Linked DNA regions of Sus scrofa: regions 2 and 3 are each linked to region 1. The links are chromatin contacts, called in public HiChIP or PLAC-seq maps. All regions are on one chromosome and are shown on one strand. The core of a region is the stretch at or near the end of the contact, and the rest is flanking DNA. Distances in the headings are between cores, read along the strand shown.

Region 1 (4,423 bases), core at 1,063-3,562:
GTTCAGAAAATTATGCTTTTCAAAGAAAAGCTAATCTTAAAAAAAAAAAAAAATTCCAAGTCGATGACACTCAGGGTTCAGCTCTCCACATCTGAGAACTCGGGTTTGGGGATGTTGGTTAAGTTTGTGGCTGATCCTGTGGTTTGGTGGGAGTCGAGCAGAGGCCGAGTCACACGCACGCAGGCACGCACTCTTCGGAAGCCAGCCGCTGTCTACATCGACTCGTTGAGTCAGCCCCGACTTGGGCTGTAGCGAGGCAATCTTCCTCCAACGTAGCCCCAGCGCGGGCCAGTTAACTGCCTGGACGCGCTAATACCCACGATCACCGCGTAACCGCAGCAGGTGGAGAGGGCCCTGAGAGGAGGCTCCGCAGCGCAGATCGAAACAGACGGGGCGGCTCGAGTTACACAAGCACGCACACACTGCCACGCATTCCCAACTTCATCACTCGCCTCGAAGCACAGCGCACTTTCTCCAGCGGTTGTCAAAGAAAACAACCGGGGAAAAGTTCACAGCCAGGAAAGAAGTTGAACCATCCAGCCAAGAAACCAGTTCATTCAAAAGTAAGAAAGAAAGAAAGAAAGGGGGGAAAAAAATCGAAGCTCCAACGCGGGTCAAAAAGAAACAGCAAAGATTGATTTTCTTCTGGCGTCCCCAGGAGCCCCAAGAAGAGATGCCTGCCGGCGCAGGGCCGGGCAGCGTGGTGCCCTGGCTGGGTCCGGCCGCAGGGCGCCCGTCCCGCCTGCGCCCGCTGGCTCTATGAATGAGAGTGCCTGGAAATGAACGTGCTTTTACTGTAAGCCCGGCCCGAGGAATTCCATTCCCTCAGCTCGTTTGCATAGGGGCGGCCGCGGGCCAATCACAGGCCTTTCCGGTATCAGCCAGGGCGCGGCTCACGGCCGCGGGCTCCTGGAATTGGCCCGCGCGCCCCCGCTGCCGCCGCCGCGCGCTACTGTACGCAGCCAGGGTGGAGAGTCCACCGCCCCTCGCTCCCCGCGCGTATCTGCATCCACGCACACACACGCACACGCTCCCACGCTCGCCCGAGGCCCCGCCCCGGTGCGGACGGCGACCCTGCGGCTTTGCACACGCTCAGGGTTGCGCAGCTGCCAGATCTAGGGCTGTAGTGCGCGGCGGCGGCACTGGCGGCTGCGGTTCGGAGAGCGAGGTCGTGGAGAAAAGGAGGCCGGCCAGCCTAGGGAGGAATCGGGCCGCGCGCAGCGCCTGGAGCGACCCGGGCCGCAGATCTGCCGGAGGGAGGCGCTCCGCGAGCCATGGAGGGTGCGGGGCAGCGGCCGTCGCAAGCCTCCCAAAACCAGGCCGGAGCGCCCGGACGGCCCACGCCCTGCGCGGCAGCCCACTGCTGAGCCTTTACTTCCCCAACGTGGGTGGGATTCGGCCCCGAGGGGGCCAGGGAGCCGGAGGGCGGAAAGCCCAGCGGCCCAGCTCGGCGTGCCCCCACGGCCTGACTGGCAACTGCGGCGAATTGGAGCTGATTCATTTAGTGAGGCCAGGCGGTGTTGGTCTCCACAACATGGTTTTTGTGTTTTTTGAGTTTTATCTCTTGGTTTATTTGCTATAATTGGGCGTTTTTCGCCGCGGCTGGGCTGCGGCTTAATTACCCATTGCGCCGCACTCAGGCTGAGTGTGCTTAGCGGTCAGAAAAGACCCCCCAAAACAAGCAACCGAAAAGAAAGTTGAAAGCATCCGCTTGGCTCGCTCCCCGTTAACGGAGCGTCTGCTCCTTGGCTAGGCCCACGTCGCCCGCGCCCCGCACCCACCTCCCTCTCCCCGGAAACAGCCCCGGCTCCGCTCCCCGCCTCCGCCCGCGAGCTGCAGCGGGTGCTGAACCCACCCTGGCTTTGCGCGCTGGCGGGAACTTCCCCCGCTCCCGTCCCCCCGGCGCCACGGGCATTTTCGCAGAGCTTAGGGGGCCCCGCCCCCGCCCAGCCGCCGGGCTGCACCTTCCCCACAGAGCCCACCCCATCTCTCCCCCCGGGGGAGGGCGCTCACCCGCTCCCCCCTAGCACCGAGCCCTCCACGTCGACGTCCCTAGGCGGGGGTCCCTCCCTCCCTCCGCCTCTATCCCCTTGCCGGCCCGCGGCTGGGGTACTAGGGCGACGCCGCTGAGGACTCTCCTCGGGCTCCGCCGCTGGGGCCTGCAGGAGACCGGCGGCTGTAGCGGGCCATCCGAGGAGGCCTTTCCGGGCGCCGAAGTGACTTTCTTTGCTCCAGGCCCAGAGAGGCCGGGAGGGCTTCGCAGAGCGGCCTGGAGGCTCTGCGGGCTGCGGGCTCGGGGCGGACGCCAGGGGGCAGCAGGCCTCCTCGCTCGCCGCCTCGGGCTCCTCGCTGCCGCGCAGTGCGCTGGGGAACGCCCCCGACGGCGCGGGGTTCCGCTGGCCTTCTCGCGGCCTTTGGGTCTCTTCTGTAAGAACTTCAGTTGGGGAAGAAACGACAGGAAACGGGTGCTCTAGGCAGACTGCGCTGCTGCATGCCCGCCCCCGCTCTCCTGGCGGCGGCGCTGCGGGCCTGGGAACCCCTTACTCGGGCAGGGAGGTCCCGGACTTCCAGACTGAAGCGCATCTAGGTCTACCCGAAACCCCTTTGCCCGGCGCCGGCGTTGGCGTGTTCCAGGCCGTCGGTGCCGCATCCCGGGCGCCCTCGCCCAGCCTGAGACCATGACTCCGTCCGTCCAGTCTCGCTTCTCCCCACGTGGGCCGATCCCCTCGCTCCTCTTGCTCTAGGAAACATGGGACGCTCCGGATCTCCCAGCACCCAGACGCATTTTGTTTTAATGGGCCTGGGGTTTTAGAAAACTCCTTTGTATTTCTCTTTAGAGATTATTTTGAAGAAGCCCCATTTCAGGTGTAAAGATCCCAGACGTCCCACCTTGGCCGAGCAATTGCAAATAACTACTTAGTCACCAAACCTCCCCGTCTGCCGGCCCTCCTGCCCGGGGCCACCATCTCTGCGTCCCGGCTCGGGGCTGCCGGATCTGGAGGCGAGTTCGGGCAGAGTGAAACCTTTCTGCTTCGGCTCAAGTGCACTTTCCTAAGAACCGACCAAGAGCTCCTGGGGGCCGCCTTCCAGCACATCCCTGTAGCGCCCGGGGACGGGGTGGGGTGCGACTCGGGTGTGTGCAACAGGCAAAAATGGGCTCTGCTTGGGGAGATAGAGCGATCTGGGGTAATCTGCCGCTCGGAAAGGTCAGAGGAGGCTCAAGTGGGGCTGCGACCGTTTGCTTGAAACCCTAAACCCCGCGAGGGGCTGCGGGGCGCACCCCGCGCTGCGGTCTCCCGCGCGAGGATCAAGTTACCTTAGTAAAAGAGGAGGTACGATAGATGCACCAAGTTTAGCCTTTCGAGGGCAGCATCGTGGGCGCTGCTCAACCCGGAATCTCAACCAATAAATCCCTAGTTTGAACGCTGACAAGGACGGTAATGGCAAGGAAGGCTTTTGCTGGTTTATTCTAAATCGGGCATTGGGGGTTCCAGCGATCGCGCGCCGGCTGTAACTGCGTTGTGCGGTGCAAGCTTGAAAACCAGAAACAAAAACCACGGCCCCTCTTCGTCGAGGAACTAAAATGGATGGAAAGCAGGCAGCATGCGACTCAGCTAAGGGGTGCCGGGAACCCCTTGGTCTGAAGGGCTTTTTACCCAACTTATGAAGTTCAGTAACGTCATGTAGGAGAATTCATTTCCACCAAGAGCGCTCATTTAAGCGGCAATATAGAATTTTCCTTCCTCTGCCTTTGTGAGAGAAAAGGGAAGGAAACATTGCTAGAAACATTCCTGTCGTTCCCATGGAATAATGCTAAATTTTACTTCTGTTATATTACAGTAGAAAAAAATACAACGAAACAGTATGTTGGGCGGATGCTATGTGACAGATTCAAATTTGCTGCATGAGGGAAATTTCAAACAGGCTCATAGGTTGAAGGAAGTATAAGTTTTCAAAGTAAATTTAAAAGGTAGTATTTAGCTAGTTGGAAGAAAAAAAAGTCACTGGAAAACAGTAACAGCTTATTGACATTTTGCCCCCATTTTCGGTAAATATATAACTATAGGGGGTCTCAGAAATTATCTAAATATTGTCCATTTTTTGCTCTTTCAAAACTCTGAAAAATAAAATAAGAATCTCATCCTCTTAAATATCCCCATCTGTAATATGATATTTCTAAAATTATGTTTCTAAAAATGTAATATTTCTTAAATAATTATTTCTATTTTCAGTGACCATTTTAATACAGATAAAAATCAGAGAATGTATTTTGTCTCTGATTCTGGACCAAACTGCTGCAGGTGGTACTAATAGCACAGGGAAGGAACACAATTTTAATATATGTACAAATAACGTGCAATACACACCATCCAGTTTTCAACATTGGAATTTAATTAAACATCCCCCCCCCCATGAGTTCGAC
Region 2 (4,423 bases), core at 1,002-3,501, 600 kb after region 1:
TTTCTGCTGAGCCACGACAGAAACTCCCAAAATTTTTTAAAGCAATTGGTGTCTACAAGTAGACATCAGGTTTCTTTCTTCCTCCCTTCCTTCGTTTGTCTTTTTAGTGCCACACCTGCAGCATATGGAAGTTCCTGGAGCCAGAGGTAGAATCAGAGCTACGCCTGCAGCCTGTGCCACAGCCATGGCAATACTGGATCCCAGCTGCACTTGTGACATATGCTATTCCATAGCTGGTGACAATATTGGATTCTTAACTCACTGATCAAAGCCAAGGTTTGAACCTGTATGCTCACAAGACGTCAGATCCTTAACCTACAGCGACACAATGGGAACGCCTAAATATAAGGTTTCTTTCTAGACTTCTGATTTACACCCTGTGGGGGTCAACTGTTACTATAGATAAAGAATTTCTACTCAAATATGGAAATTAGAAAGCAATCAGAAAAGCTATTCAGGAGTTCCAATTGTGGTGCAGTGGAAAAGAATTGGATTAGTATCCATGAGGTTATGGGTTCGATCCCTGGCCTCGGTCAGTGATCCAGCATTGCCATGAGCTGTGGTTTAGGTCACAGATGTGGCTCGGATCCTGCCTTGCTGTGGCTGTGGTGTAGGCTGGCATTTGTAGTTCCAATTCGACTCCTAGCCTGGGACCCTCCATAGGCCGTGGGTGTGGCCCTAAAAAGCAGAAAAAAAGAAAAAGAAAGAAAATAGAAAAGTTATTCAAAACCAATGATCCAGCCATATTTTGCATCTTAGGTGCAATAAGGATCACCTGAGCACAAGATGACTCTGATAAAACCTCTCAGCCTGAGTTCCCCCCAAATCCATATTCTTTCAGGGACTGAATCCTGCTGTTTCCCCCAAACTGGAATATTGTTTTCCTCAAATTCCTGGACTCCTTGAATTCATCCACTTCCAGTTCAGATCTGAGGTCCTCTGCCACTCGCAACATGGTCCTCACAGTCTGGGAATGTGCTGCCCTCCCTGCTTACAACTCAGGATAAAACCGAAAATTTTCCCATGTCCTCTAGGCTCCCATATGCTCAACATCCAACTTACTGTCCCAGATCCACGTAGAGTCTCTCACCTTCACTCGCTCTAAGCTCCAGCCTCGTGATTTCATGATCTTGCCTCACACACCCTGCCATCCCACGAGTACAGGTCTCAGCTTAAATGGCACCTCCTCCAAGAAGCCTTCCTGGCCCAGAGCCCCTTGCTCACATTCCACCTGGCAAAAGACTATTTGTATTGACCACCTTTCACCTCTCAAAATGTTCTTTTTAAATTAATAGCTACTTTTAGAGCAGTTTCAGGTTCACAAAAAAATTGAGCAAAAAGTACAGATCGTTCCCATGGACTCCTTCCCACACCACGATATTCCCCTCTTATTCACGTCTTGTATTAGTGTGTGGTATGTTTGTTACAACTAAAAATATTACATTATTATTAACGAAAGTCCATAGGTTACACTTGTGTTGATTCTTTGGGCTGTATATTTTATGGGTTTTGACAGTTGTCTGGTGTTATATGCCCACCGTGACAGTATCATACAGAATTAGTTTCACTGCCTTAAAAACCCCTTGTGCTCCATTCACTCACCCTTCCCTCCCTCCCCTCAACCTCTGGCAACCACTGATATTTTGCTTGTCTTTTTTTCAACAGTTTGCCTTCTCAAGAATGTCATTGAGTTGGAATCATATAGTATTAGCCTTTTCAGAGGGGTTTCTTTCACTTAGCAATACATATGTAGGGTTCCTCCGTGTCTTTTTGTGGCTTATATTTCATTTATTTTTATTGCTGAATACTATTCCATTGTATGGATATAGCACTCTATTCATTCACTTGCTGAAGGACATGCTTTCAAGTTTTGGTAACTATGAATAGAGCTGCTATAAATATCTGTGTGAACATAGGTTTCTCAGCTCATTTGGGTAAACACCAAGGAACACCATTGCCAGATCACATGGTAAGACTCTGTTTCACTTTGCAAGAAACTACCAGACTGCAAAATGTTTTCTTGATTGCCATTATCATTTTACCTTCTTTTTTTGGAACAGTAATGTTTGAGAGTTAATCTAAACCATACTGGTCTTATTATAGTCACAAAACTAAAGCCTTGGGGAGGAAGGAGGGGCAGCAGATTGAGAAGGAAAGAAAGAAAGAAATTGCTTAGGAGAGCAAGACCCTTTTGCACAGCCTGCTTGGTAAGAAGGAGGATTTCCTGTTTTCTCTGCATTACAGACCACATGCTGCTGGTCTCATCATCACAGACAAACAGCAGCATCTGCCAGCCTGCTGGGCAGTCACAAGCACAGAGCTTCTGAGTTGCAGAAACACCTCTTGATAAATTCCACTCCTCCCGGGCCAGAGGTTTACATGACCTGTTGCAGCCCTTTTGGACACAACCTGAACACAAGCAAGGTGAATTTTTCCTCTGTATCTTGTTAACACACATAGAACAGGAGAGACTGAACCCATGACTGTTAATGATCACAGCAGAGAGTCAATGCCAAAGCATCACAGTCAGTGCCAAAACCCTGACATTCACCCAAAGCAGCCACTCCTGAAACTTCTTCACTGAACAGTCTTGGGCTCAACCTGGAAAAGCACATTTCATGAGTAAGGAGGGCAAGCTGCACCCAGATTGGGGGCCACTTGCCTTGTAATCTTAGGAACTTCACTGACTTCTCTGCCTCCCACGTCCACCATCAGCAACCAACCTTAAACTGGAATAACATCGAAAACCATGTGAGCCACTCAGACAAAACACAATTTATAATATTTTAATCACTACCGGGCTAGACAAGCCTCTCCCAACACAAACTTCCCACACTTCTTCCATTCCTTTTATTTCCCTCCCACGAATCCACAGAGTCCCTCCACGGAGGAGATATTGCAAAACCTCTGCAGCAAATGGGATGTAGCTTCCAGTCGTTTGCGTGTCTTCATGGGAACTGATACAAAAATGTGGTTTCATGTATCAGGAAAGCTTCTTCCAAGGCAGATGGGTGACACTGCCCATTTAAGATGTTAACTCAAGACCAGTACCTCTCTGCAGGGTATGTTGGCTCTAGAAACCTTGTACCTGGGTTAGGATCTGTAGGTGGTTTCTGCTGAAGAAAATGCATGTAAATTAAGAGACAAAACTCTGACTGGGCCTTTCAGGTTTGGTTGGTTGTTTTTTGTTTGTTTTTGTTTTGTTTTGTTTGTTGCCTCTTACAAAAGAGATGGCCTAATATTTCCCTTTAAGTTTATGATAAATTGAAAATTGTGTTTGTTTTTTTTTAGGTTATAAATGTCAAAAGAAGCCTATCCTTTGTATCAGGCAGAGTTAAAATATGCTTACCTTCTTTTTTTTTTTTTTAACCTGGAAAAATTCCCCTGAATTGAAAAATAAGCCTCCGCTCTTTGTGTAAGTCACAACAAGGCTTCTTTGGGGGCAAACCACTGTCTGCAGGTTTCCGATAGAATCTTTGCAGCAAACCCAGCAGCCACACACACAGCCGTGCCAAGATTCTCGCCAAGACGTCTTCCAAATTAGTAGTAGTAGTATCATTATTATTTTTGGTTATTCTTTTTGCCCAGAGCAAATACTGAAGTATAGAACCTTTAGAAATGCTCTGAATTTCATTACAAAGAAAATCACAAATATTGCTTCATAATCTCTTGCTTTCATTTAATCTCAGTCAGTGGGAGAGAGAAGTGCCATTACTTTGTCTAGCCATCCTCCTGACTCTGAGGGTTGGAAACCCAGGGCTGAGGGACCCACAAGACCCATAGGTGGAGTACACGGTACAGGCTTTCATCCCGCAGTCCTACTCAAGGCTTCAGACATTGGATCTGGCTCACCAGGGACTTGTCTGCATCTAGCAGGGCTGCAAAACCCGTTCTTGGGCTGGCACAACACATGTTTCTAAGCTTTACATTTTCCTTTCTCTGTTTTCCTAAAGCTGTGTCATCTTCTCGCAAAAGGAATAGCCCATCCCACAGATTTAAAGATGATAAAATGTCCAGTGAGTCTATTAAGACGAATGGATTCCATGTCCCACGAGTAAAGTCCCCTTGTACATGTACTCCTGCATGCTGAGCATGACACACAGGCAATTTGCCATCCCTGTCCACCAAGAGTAAGCTGTGATGACAGAGAGCTTTGAAATATAAGACGCTGTGATGCTTTTGTCATTTCTTGGGGACATCTTGTGTGTCTGTGCTATGAATTTTATGATAAACATGTAAATGCTGGAATGCAAGACAGTAAAGCTGCCCTGTAGAAAAGTTTTTGTGCATATATATAAACATTAGTGTAGGTACAAAGTATAGAAAACCCCACTGCTCTTAGTAAATAAATATGAAACTGGAGGTTTTAGAGAAAATCAGGCTTTGAAAATAACCAGGAACTTAAAGTTAGCTGTGCCACTCA
Region 3 (4,423 bases), core at 982-3,481, 540 kb after region 1:
AGCACTAAAAGGCAGCCCTGCCCTCTCATCTCCAGCATCTCCCGAATGAGGATACAGAGCTGCAGATGGGGCTCTGAACCATAAATGGCCCTTCCTTAGTGAGAAACAAGGTTGACTAAGAATTCATGATAAATCTCTGAAAGGATAGAGCATCTTAAAAAAGGAGGACCCATCATAATTCAGTATGGATGTGAGTGATAGCAGTTATCCGGGGCTAAAGCAGCATTATGAACCATGATTTTTAAAAAGTTCTAAAGGGAAAAATTGAATTACTCAAACTCTCTAGCAATTAAAAAAAAAAAAAAAATCAGAGTTCCCTCCATGGCACAGCAGAAACAAATCCAACTGGGAACCATGAGATTGCAGGTTTGATCCCTGGCCTTGCTCAGTGGGTTAAGGATCCAGCATTGCCGTGAGCCTGTGGTGTAGGTCACAGATGCAGCTCAGATCCTGCATTGCTGGGCTGTGGCTGTGATGTAGGCTGGCAGCTATAGCTCCGATTCGACCCCTAGGCTGGGAAACTCCATATGCCACATATGTAGCCCTAAAAGCGAAAAGAAAAAAAAAAATCAACTCTAAACCAAATTAAAATGTTCCACCCCAAAGAAAGGACAGCCTTTGGTCCATCGGTATTGGAGAGTTTACATGCTCTTACAGGTCTCTAAGGTTAAAGATTCCCAAAGATGATTGATTTTGGCCACCTCAATTCTGGTGAGAAAGGGGAAAAAAAATACTTGGACCACTTGGATATTCTGAGGAAATGTGCTTGGGGAGGAGTCTCCCTTTATGAAGTAGTTAATATTACAAACTTAAAAAAAATATCTTAGCATTCAAAGAAAAAATGTTGATAAATTGGTTAGGGACTAAAACCAAGGATTTTTGAGAATCTTGTTACTGAGAAAGGAGGGAAAAAAAGGTATCTTGCTTGGGATTATGGAAAGACATCAAACTGGTAAAAACTGGGAATTAATTCCTTTTTTGCCATTTTAAGTTGCTTACCAACGTGTCACCTATCCTCTTGGTGGTTCAGAGCTCATTCTGGAGAAACAAAGTGCTTTAAGGATGCTGTGTTCTCCATGCAGGAATTGTATACAGTCTAGCAGTGAGCCTCCACGTAGAGATGCACGCGTGAACCCTGCCCTGAAATGAAGGGCGCTAGCCTGGAGTACACACACACACACACACACACACACACACACACACACACACACACACACACACACACACATTTAGGTAACACTCTGAGCCATATGTTGCCTAGAGATTTCCACTTTCCATAAGCTAATCTCAACTAAAAGGTAGGTAGAGCCTCATCAGAAAAATCAATGTTCACTGACTAAAGCAGTTTTGTGTTCAGTTCTAAGACTCCAGAAAGAGATCTCCTGGCCCCAGACCTTGCTAGCCAGTGGGGGAACAATGACACAAAGCCTTGGGGGTGTCCCCAAGGGACAGCCAGGCTCAGCATTTGCTGTGAAGATAAGTAGCCACTCTGGATATTTGAGGCAGGCAGGACACAGTGCCAGAGACTGGGTTAGGCAGCATTATTCTAAGGAGATCCTTTCTTTTTAGCAAAACCCTTCATTTTGAAATCATTTCAAACTTACATAAAAAATTACAAAAATTGCGCAAAGCGACTCCTTTATACCTTCATTACATTTCCCAACTCTCACCATTTTATCAGTTTTGTTTTGTCATTTTCTATCTTAAGGATCATATGAGAGTAAATTGCAGACAAGATGCCTCTTTACCAAATAGTTCAGTGCCCATTTCCTAAGAAGGACATTCTCTTACATAAGTTCAGTGCAATCAGCAAAATCAGGAAATGATCATTGATATAACACTAGTATCTAACTTTGGAGACAATCTTTTAACTGTCCCTTCTGCACATTTTTTGATTACTGCGTGGGTTTCTGTGCCTTCAGAAGACTGAGACACCTTCCTCCTTAGATGGGTCTTCGGGATTCCCAAAAGGCAGAATCAAACCATCTCCACATCCAGCCTAAAGATTCTCTAAGGAGGTGGCATTCAACTTTCTCAAAGGAAGCACATTTTCAACTCATTCTTTAGTTGAGTCCATTTCTTAAAATTCCCTCTGATGGCAAAAGTTTAAACAGCCAAGCTGCTGCCAGAAAAAGTTGTCTAGCAGTCTTTCCCGTCCCCCTGCCCCTCCCAGCCAGCTTCCTCCCCCTCTCTGTCTGCCCCGTGTCTGACACAGAAGCCACATCAGACACCCGGAGAAGAAGCAGACTCACAGCCTGTCAACACGTCCTGCGCTGCCTGACTCTCAGCATGGTGGTTGCAGGGGGTCAGGAACAGACAAGATGCTTCCAACACGGGGACCATTTAATCCGACACTATTTGCATCCACAGAAGGCACAAAGCCCACTCCATGGTGGCCAGGTGATGGGAATTAGGCATGAGCCCTGGTAAGAATCCTAAGTGCCCTCCTGACTGACAAGGATCGCCCCCTCCTTAATTTGGGTTTTGCCATTGGAAGGCTCAAAATACCTGGCAACAAATAACTTCAGCTGTTAATCTGGGATTTTCATTTTAAAAGGATTTTTGAGCCTTTATATGCAGATGTTGAAATCATTTCAACATGCTTCCCCCTAACAGAGTTCAGTGTAATAGAAAAACATTACTTCCAGCAGGCTTTTCACGCTTGGTAACCGACACACTTTGGAACTTGGTGCCTGGGATGGCCTGTTAACCAAGTACAACCATGTGATTTTTCTAATGAGACTTCTGATCCATCCAGAAATATGAACGGATGAACAATCTAATGACCCGTTCCTGGAACATGTGCTTTTCCAGAACTTTCTCACAGTCTAAGACAGTTTTCTTCCGTTAACAAAAGATGTAACATTGAACATTTTCTGGCTTTTAAAAAACCCAAAAAAACAGAACAAAGAATCTGAAAGAAGTTAAGTGTACATAAAACATTTTAATGATGGTTTTGTTTATGTCTAGTTAAAAATGAGGACAGGAGGCTAGGGGTTTCCTTGTAACAGCAGCCCAGGCATTACCTGGGAGTTGTTACCATGGAGATTCTCAGGCTCCACCCCAGACCTTCCCAGTCAGAATCTGGGTTCTAACATGGTGCCCCAGGGATCTGCAAGCACTTCACAGTTTGAGAAGCAGTGTGACGGACACGTGTGCCATCCCAGCAAAGATGCGGAGTAGGCTGAAAGAAATGCTTGCAGAGTGATCAGACCACAAAGAAGCTTCCTGGAAGGGATGGGGGCATGTAGTCTCTGAAAGACTAAGTGACTAATATTCCACTTGATTTTTTCCAAAAGAGGGTAGCCAGACGGAGCAAATAAAAATACAGGACACTCAGTTAAAATTACATTTTAGATCAATATTGAATAATTTTTCTAGTAGGTCCCCTGCAACATTTGGACATACTTGTAATAAAAAATTATATATCAGGGAGTTCCCATAATGGCTCAGTGGAAACGAATCTATGATCAGATCCATGAGGACGGAGGTTCAATCCCTGGCCTTGATCGGTGGATTAAGGATCTGGCATTGCCATGAGCTGTGGTGTAGGTCACAGATGTGGCTTGGATCTGTCATTGTTGTGACTGTGGTGTAGTCCAGCAGCTATAGCTCTGATTCGACCCCTAGCCTGGGAACCACTATATGACATGAGTGAATCCCTAAAAAGCAAAAAAAAAAAAGGACAAACATATATCAAAAATCCAAAAATATAATTGGGCATTTTCTGTTTTTGTCCAGAAACCCTTTGCAGAGTCTCTAGATCAAAAATAAATAAATAAATAAATAAATAAAATTTCCACATGGCTTATTTGTAAACTGGGCTGATGATAAATACCTTTATCATTTCCAAAATCCTTGAAGTGCATTTTTAGTTATAGAAACACATTCAAAACTTTTAAAAGAAATGACATCTAAATATCATAATAATCTAAATGACAGTTTTCTTCAAGAACATGAAAATCGCAGATTCTAACACCGTTACCTTTTAATTAATCTTTTCCATCAGAACCAGAGGATAGTCTAAATCAACCTCCTTTTCACATTTGATATTCTTACTTCCTCATTCTCATTTAGAGATGGCCACAGAATGGGACTAAAGAGTTGGACTCTTTCTTTACCTGGTAGTGTTTACAGTTTGTTTGCTGATTCAAAACTGCAGGTTCTGTTTCTGGGAACTAGCATAGTGTGTGGTTCTGTGGCCTTAAAATTGTCAAGAGGAAAAACCAGCACTTAGGCCTGTCTGATTTACTCCGAAACTACTGCTTATCAGAAATGAGATCCACATGGAATTACCTTAAGTTCTTCCTTCTGCCCTTTATTCCATAGTTAACTCTTCACATCAACTGGAAATAAAAAGAAGCATCCTTTTTTCCATATATAATGATTTTTATTTTTTTCATTATAGCTGGTTTACACTGTT

The links. HiChIP or PLAC-seq counts read pairs in DNA pulled down with a chosen protein or histone mark.
Region 2: a contact with region 1 is called in an H3K27ac HiChIP or PLAC-seq map of skeletal muscle, with 9 times the contacts expected there. The contact joins two enhancer-like sites. A contact is called at or near these places in 2 of 47 Hi-C or Micro-C datasets (omental adipose tissue and skeletal muscle) and 2 of 2 datasets of contacts at active chromatin or transcription factors (alveolar macrophages and skeletal muscle).
Region 3: an H3K27ac HiChIP or PLAC-seq map of alveolar macrophages shows a contact between it and region 1. The contact joins two enhancer-like sites. A contact is called at or near these places in 2 of 47 Hi-C or Micro-C datasets (heart right ventricle and subcutaneous adipose tissue) and 2 of 2 datasets of contacts at active chromatin or transcription factors (alveolar macrophages and skeletal muscle).

The regions. Positions count from the first base shown.
Region 1 is chr13:198,469,234-198,473,656 of Sscrofa11.1, forward strand. The region is part of intron 2 of RUNX1 (runt related transcription factor 1); the gene reads right to left. Among named protein-coding and RNA genes, the nearest start is that of RUNX1, 160 kb to the right of the region's middle. Within about 2 kb of position 2,313, at least 70 of the 83 cell types and tissues checked have an H3K27ac peak or open chromatin away from gene starts, as enhancers often do. A contact at or near this core is called in alveolar macrophages, skeletal muscle and subcutaneous adipose tissue, where this site is marked.
Region 2 is chr13:199,073,005-199,077,427 of Sscrofa11.1, forward strand. No RefSeq gene overlaps it. Among named protein-coding and RNA genes, the nearest start is that of RUNX1, 440 kb to the left of the region's middle. Within about 2 kb of position 2,252, at least 20 of the 83 cell types and tissues checked have an H3K27ac peak or open chromatin away from gene starts, as enhancers often do. A contact at or near this core is called in alveolar macrophages and skeletal muscle, where this site is marked.
Region 3 is chr13:199,009,005-199,013,427 of Sscrofa11.1, forward strand. No RefSeq gene overlaps it. Among named protein-coding and RNA genes, the nearest start is that of RUNX1, 380 kb to the left of the region's middle. Within about 2 kb of position 2,232, at least 7 of the 83 cell types and tissues checked have an H3K27ac peak or open chromatin away from gene starts, as enhancers often do. A contact at or near this core is called in alveolar macrophages and subcutaneous adipose tissue, where this site is marked.